Regions from separate parts of the Mus musculus genome. Here region 2 is linked to region 1. The links are chromatin contacts, called in public HiChIP or PLAC-seq maps. All regions are on one chromosome and are shown on one strand. Each heading gives the region's core, a stretch centred on a gene start, on an enhancer-like site or on the middle of the called end of the contact. The rest is flanking DNA. Distances are from core to core; before and after follow the strand shown. Region 1 holds the start of Dock10 (dedicator of cytokinesis 10). Region 2 has its middle 39 kb from the start of Gm38673.

Region 1 (3,815 bases), core at 738-3,237:
TGGTAAGCAGGATCCTGACTTCTACTCCCAGGTATCTGCAATTCCATGGGTGACTGTGACCTAGAAGTGTAAGCCAAGTAAGTCCTTTCCCCTTCAGGTTGATTTTGGCCAGAGTGTTTCAACACAGCAAAATAAGTTCAAACCTCAACTGTTGCTGTACCCAAGATGCACTCTAATACAAGTTCTACGTCCTCCTTCTCAGTTGATTCACAACATTATTGGGACATGGATAGAGGAAACACACACACACTCGTTCACAAATCCTTCCATACCAGCGGATGGTAGTGACCTCCCAGAGCTGGAGAGGGTAAAACTGGTGTCAAGAATAAAACTAAAAGTGATTTCCTGATACATGATGCAGTTGAAGACATGGTTGCATGTGCTATTCAGTGTATTGCTCTGCTCATGTTCAACTTGACACAACCGAGAGTCTCCTGGGAAGGAGGAATGACCCTCGGTTGGAGAACCGCCACTATCAAGTTGGCCTGTGGCCATATCTGTGAGAGATTGTCTTGATTGATGATTGATATAGGAAGGCTCAGCCCACTGTGGGCATCACTACCCCTGAGCATCAGGACCTTGACTGAGTAAGATAAGATGAACGGAACTGAAAGCACCCAGATCTAAGCACAATGCATCCTCTCTTCCTCAAGTTGATTTTAGCCAGAGTATTTCAACACAGCAAAATAAATTCAAACCTGAACTGTTGTACCCAAGACACACTATGACTCATGTTCTGTTACTACAGTCTTTGCTTCTAGACCATTTTTCTTTTCTTGCCATCCTCCTGCCTCAGCACTCAAGTCTTTGACTGCCTCAGACTTCCTGAGCCTTTGAGAGTCGTGCATAATCATGAGTTATTCAGTTATACTATACACCAGACAGTATTCTAAAACAGGGGGGGAAATGGTTACAGTTTGTCAAAAAGTTAAGACAGAGTCACACTGTGTGTAACCCAGATTTTCCTCAAAGAGAGCCTGTTAGCCTACTATGTGAGAAACACCAGGCACACCACAAGCTAAAAAAAATGTTTTTAACTTTAGAAAATCCAGAGGCCACAGATCCACAAAAAGGCCCTTAAGAAATCCAGAATGTCCACACAGCTCTCCCAGGAGCCTTGGTCTTTCACCCACCCACACTGGGCAGAGAACCACCCTGCATGTGACTCCAGATAAGAATTTTAGAATACTTTAATCAGATAGCTCGAGGCAAGGGTGGGGGGGGATTTGATAAGAAAGCAGAAAAATAGACTAAGAACCACCCACCCTGTCCTACTCACCCTACCCTGTAACCCAACAGCAGTTCTTATTCATCCTAATTTCCACCCTGAAATCCCTTACATTACCCAGATAGACACTAGATTTTAATTCAAATTAGTATGCAAAGTTAAGGAGGCATTTGGTAAACCATCCTATATGGTCTTATTTACAAGAGCAGTGTAGCTGGTATAGAGTAGGGACGCAGTTGAGGAAAAATTGGCGGAAGGTGTGAATTCACACCGACTATCCCAAGACCAAGTAAGGAATCTGGGTCCCCTAGAGACTTCAAAGTAAGGGGCCCAGCCACCAGAGGGATCCTTACTTAATAAAACCTCTGACCCACCTCCAAGGGTGCACAGGATACCTAAGATCAACCCTTCTCCACTTCCTAACCTCAGAATGTAGGTCTGATCCTCAAAAAAACGCCAAATCCCCAACCCTCTATGAGCATCGGATTGAGAATAGGGCGGTAAGCAGGTCCCAGCAGAGGCAGCCCGGCATCAGTACCGAGTCGCGGGTGGGCGGCGCGGGTGGAGCCACCCCCACGCGCGTCCCGCTGCAGATGCGCCCTAGCCAGGCAGAGTTGGCCGCGCCGCCCGAGAGGCGCAGAGTTTGCAAAGTCGCCGCGGAGCTTGAGCGGGAGCGAAGGGGGTGGGCAGAGTGGGGGTGCGCGCGAGAAAAACCCGCCTCTTGTGAGTTGAGCGGGGAAGAGGGGGGGAAAGGCTCTGAGTTCCGCTTCCTGAACGGCGGGTGGGTAGAACAGGCTGGCGCGGCCAGGGGACCGGCGGGACACACTCGCTCCGGGGCCGAGGCGCGAGCGGCACGGCCCGCGATGGCCGGGGAGCGGACCCGCAGGTTCACCCGGAGCCTGCTGAGACCGGGACAGGCGGCCGAGCTCCGGCACAGCGCCGCGTCTGCCGCCGCGGTGGCCGTCAGCAGCCGTCAGCAGCAGCGGGTGAGTGCCCTGCGTCCCTCGCGCCACGGCGGGGCTTGCCCAGGGACCCCAGACAGGCCTTGTCGCCAGCCCTGTGAGCCCCTGCACGGGAGCTAGCTTGTCCTCCACCCCGAATTCGCTCCCCCACAGAGCGACCCCGGAGTCACCTCCTCCAAGCAGTGTCACCAAAGAATTAAGGACCAGAGGCGCATTGGGGGACTTTAGGAACGCGGGACGCTTAGATGAGCAGCTGCGTGGGAGAGCGTGTGCCTACGTTTTAAGGGGGGTGGAGGAGGCGGGAATGCATCCAGTCTGGCTCAAGGTGACAGGGTGACAGGGACCTGGGGCGGCGGGTGGGGGCGGGATAAAGGGGTGGGGGGAGCTAAATGGATGGAACCTGTAGATCCACAAGTCTGCGCGCCCCTCTCCTCCCCGTGGAACCTAGAAAAGATGTAGTGAGCTAGCTCTTCAGCCAGACCAAAGCTGAAACCCCCACCTTCTATCTAGTGAGGAAAATCTGCAATTTGCACAGATCTCCCTCCCCCCACAGGCTGGAACCCAACCAGCCACTTTATACTGTTGCAGAAAGAGCTGGGGGAAACTGGGATGAAGGGGACGTGGGTTATTAAGTAGCCAGTGGCTTCTGGTGTGTTTTGAAGCGATTTCACGGGAATCTCCTTCCAGAAGGTTTCCCCTGGTTACTTCCTTGTCGAAATGCCTTCTAAGTATTGGGTGATTTCCGCGGGAAGTCCCTGAGGCAAAAGCCAGCATCAGGTGCCCAAATCATACCCGTGCATCACGAGATATTCATAAATTCCAGTAGGTGTCACACTAAGGGATGAAAGCAGCAAGCAGGGAGCGCACATCAACTGTGGTAGAAATGGGTAGCCCGTAGGGAGTAGCCTTCCAGCAAGAGTGGGGCTCAGCCACGGAGCTCTTGGCCTGACTTTGTTGGACCAGAATCCTCGTTGTGGGTTTCATTTTCCTTTTTTTTGCCAGTAAATACCATTAGGAATTAAACAACCCTATTTAAGAGTGTCAAAGTGTTGCCTTTGCCAGTCACCGAAGAGGAGGGAGCCAGATCTGGTCAGAGCCAGTTCCCACAGCCAGAAGCCTCTCTTAAAGCCAGAGGTCGGGAAGCTGAACAGAGCGGAAGCAAATTGCCTGGCAGAGGGACCAGAGCAGCAAATGCACAGAGGGTGGGGGGTGGGGGTGGGGGATGGGGAAGCCTGGAGTGTGAAAAGAACTGGTAGCCAGGCTGCCCTTTCCTTCCCTTTCCCTCACCACTGGCTGCAATATGCAGCTGCCAGAGACAATTCAACTGTTACCTAATCCCTTGACAGTGCCAGCCTGTGGTTTTGATATCTGTATGCATATTTTTAAGGAAGAACAGACAAACTGTCAAAAACGGGCCATTCTGAAAAGCGGGTGGAGCTATTACAGAATCAGACACACATAAGACAGTAATTTTACCTTGTAAAGCAGTGGTTCTCAACCTCTGAGTCTTGACCCTTTGGGGTTCAAAGGACCCCCCTTCCACAGGGGTTGCCTGAGACCTTTGGGAAACACAGTTACCTGACAATTCATAAAAGTAGCAAAATTCCAGATATGAAGTAGTAACA
Region 2 (3,512 bases), core at 229-2,728, 370 kb after region 1:
CAAGTGTACATGTCTATGACTGTAGTCCTGGGTAGGAAGAGACAGGAAGATCCATGGAGCTCACTGGGCAGCTAGTCCTGCTGGATTAGTGAGCAGCAGAATCAGTGAGAGACCCTCTTTCACAAAGTAAGGTGGGGAGTGGAAGATAGAGATATTCCACATTAACCTGTGGCCCACACCCTACACACATGCAAATGCATCTACATTTACATATGCACACATACAATAGTACACACAGAGACACACACACACAAGTGATTAAAATCAACTCTACTAAGAAGTTTACTGAATGCTAGAGACAAACAAAATTACATGAATCTCAATAGTTATATGATAATGAAAGTCAATGTCTCCATACAGTGTGAGAAACGGAGTCGTGACACACATGAGATGGGAAGAAATGGCTCTGTAAGATAGAAGGCATAGGGCAGGACAGAGGACATGTCGGGAAGCCATTTCTCATAGGGGAAAGTGAAACACAACTTCTTCATTTGCTTCTGAGCTTCTGTCCTTTGTTATAAATGACAACACTTTTGGCTTCAGAGAACAAGTGACAAGGGAATGTTCATGATCCGGAATTCGTGCATGGTGAAAGGATTTGAATTAAATCATTTCTAAAATCTACCAAATGTTGAAATATGATGATTCAAATGATAGAGAGAGAGTCTGTATTTAGTCTAGATTTGACTCAGAATGCTTTTGGCAAAGATGGCGTGAATAATACTATTTCATGTGTCTCATGCCAAAACTGAAATATTAATAGACCATGTGAAGACTTAAATCTAGCCCTAGACGTGTCTCCAAGATGCATGCTAATTAGGAGACAATATAATCTGAAGCCATTTCTTTCTGTGAAGCTTTGAAACCGTGAACAGCTACAATCTGTCCTTGCATTTTCCTTGAAAGTAAAATCACCAACCAAGAGAGGCATGAATCCCTGTTCCTATGCAACAGTCCAGTAGAATTCTTTTTCAACTCTGTTTTAGGAAATTTTGACCGCTTGTTATGGCAACATTTTCCTCCCGATGCTGTGAATTGGGCTCGGCATTGTTTTTCTGACAAGCATGAGTAAAAACACTGACATCTAAAACCTAAAAATATGAAACAAATGTCAGCCATCCCTGGGGACATCTCTGCTTCTTTTGACATTCTGGAGTGTGTGGACAAACAGGCCCGTGTACACATATGTTTTTGAGAGCATCTGCACAAGTATTCACAGGCAGAGACCTGACTAAGATTGACATCAGGTGTTCTATTGTTGCCCAACCTACCTTTGAGAGTGTCTCTCACTGTACCTGGGGCTCATCACATTGCTTAAACTCTGTGGCCTACAAGTCCCTGTTTCTACTACACACAAGCACACACGTTGCAGACTTTTCCATCCATGTCAGATTTTTTTATACATGCAAGGGATCTGAACTAAGATCCTCATGCTTGCTTGCTCAGCAAGCGCGTTACTCACTGAACCAACTTCCCCACCCCTCTTCTGACATTCTTTAAACCATGGTTAAAAATAGAACTAGATTGAAGTGCTGATTCCAGCACGTTTTAGACAATTTGTTCTAAGAACCTCTATTTCCTGCGTATTAAATAGAAACAGTGATAGGATCAGAAGTGAGGAGGATACAACATCTGCCCCAACACCGGAAGTAACTGGGACCAGCAGGACCGGGGCACCCAGGAACTCTGCCTGACCAGGCCTTCCTGTCTGGGCTGATGCCTTAAGCAGACTTTGGGTGCAAACTCTAAAGCCAGTCCCACAACACCCAGAGGAAGCTCCACTCCCAGGCGCTCTAACACACCCAGGACTACAGGATCACAGTGACAGCTTGACTCTGAGGAGTTCTGACTCAACCAGGACCACAGGAAGGACAGGCTCCAGTCAGATATAGCACAGGCAGGTAGCATGAGAGATAACCAGATAGTGGGAGGCAAGCGTAAAAACATAAGCAACAGAAACCAAGGTTACTTGGCATCATCAGAACCCAATTCTCCCACCATAGCAAGTCCTGGATATACCTTCATACCAGAAAAGCAAGATTCGGATCTAAAATCACTTCTCATGATGGTGATAGAAGATTTTAAGAAGGACATAAATTACTCCCTTAAAGAATACAGGAGAACACACATAAACAGGTAGAAGCCCTTAAAGAGGAAACACAAAAATCCCTTAAAGAATTTCAGGAGAACACAATCAAACAGGCAAAGGAAAGGAACAAAATCATCCAGGATCTAAAAATGGAAATAGAAACAAAAAAGAAGCCGGGGTGGTGGCACATGCCTTTAAACCCAGCACTTGGGAGGCAGAGGCAGGCAGATTTCTGAGTTCAAGGCCAGCCTGGTCTACAGAGTGAGTTCCAGGACAGCCAGGGCTACACAGAGAAACCCTGTCTCAAAAAACAAAAACAAAAACAACAACAAAAAAAAATTATAGAAGGAAACTTCCCTAACGTAAAGAAAGAGATGCCCATGAACATACAAGCCTACAGAACTACAAATAGACTGGACCAGAAAAGAAATTTCTCCAGTCACATAATAATCAAAACACCAAGTTCACTAAACAAAGAAAAATATTAAAAGTAGTAAGGGAAAAAGGTCAAGTAAAATATAAAAGCAGACCTATCAGAATTACTCAGATTTCTCTTTTGTTTTTGCTTTTTTGCTTGGTTTTTGGTTTGTGTAGTGGCTATTCCTGGTTGTCAACTTGACTATATTTGGAATGAACTACAATCCAGAATTGGAAGGCTCACCAGTGACCCTTATCTGGAGGCTTGGAGATCCTTATCTGGATCTTGGTTTGGAGATCTTGAGCCTTAGTGGCTATGGATTCCAGTAGATTGAATCTCCGAGTTTAAGAAACACACCTTTAATCTGGGCTACTCCTTTCATCTGGGATTAAAGGTGTGGTGGAACACACCTTTAATCTGGGCTACACCTTCTGCTGGAGACAATATAAGGACATTGGAAGAAGGGAGTCTAACTCTTGCTCCTTTGCCTGCTTGCTGTGTGAGACTGAGTAACTGCTAGATCCTTGGACTTCCATTCACAGCTGTGACTGAACAATTGTTGGGAATTGGGCTGCCGACTGTAAGTCATCAATAAATTCCTTTACTATCTAGAGACTATCCATAAGTTCTGTGACTCTAGAGAACCCTGACTAATACAGTTTGTTTGGTTTTTTTGTTTTTTGTTTGTTTGCTTGTTTGTTTTGGGTTTTTTTTTTTGTTTGTTTTTTTGAGACAGGGTTTCTCTGTATAGTCCTGGCTGTCCTGGAACTCACTCTGTAGACCAGGCTGGCCTTGAACTCAGAAATCTGCCTGCCTCTGCCTCCCAAGTGCTGGGATTAAAGGCGTGAGCCACCACGCCCAGCTGAGACTATGAAAGACAGAAGATCCTGGGCAGATGTTATACAGACCCTAAGAGAACCCAAATGCCAGCCCAGACTACTATAGACATCAAAACTCTCAATTACCATAGAGGGAGAAACCAAGATATTACATAACAAAACCAAA

Evidence for each region. HiChIP or PLAC-seq counts read pairs in DNA pulled down with a chosen protein or histone mark.
Region 2: an H3K4me3 HiChIP or PLAC-seq map of pro-B cells shows a contact between it and region 1, with 2.3 times the contacts expected there. The contact joins the enhancer-like site here to the promoter of Dock10 in region 1. A contact is called at or near these places in 1 of 39 promoter capture datasets (the C10 cell line), 1 of 484 Hi-C or Micro-C datasets (pro-B cells), 3 of 115 datasets of contacts at active chromatin or transcription factors (neural tube, pro-B cells and thymic regulatory T cells) and 2 of 9 other capture datasets (adipose tissue and liver).

The regions. Positions count from the first base shown.
Region 1 is chr1:80,756,725-80,760,539 of GRCm38.p6, reverse strand. It overlaps Dock10 (dedicator of cytokinesis 10), which reads left to right and starts at 1,987. Exons shown (of 56, transcript NM_175291.4): 1 at 1,987-2,214. The coding sequence starts at 2,092.
Region 2 is chr1:80,387,842-80,391,353 of GRCm38.p6, reverse strand. No RefSeq gene overlaps it. Among named protein-coding and RNA genes, the nearest start is that of Gm38673, 39 kb to the left of the region's middle. Within about 2 kb of position 1,478, at least 56 of the 459 cell types and tissues checked have an H3K27ac peak or open chromatin away from gene starts, as enhancers often do. A contact at or near this core is called in pro-B cells, where this site is marked.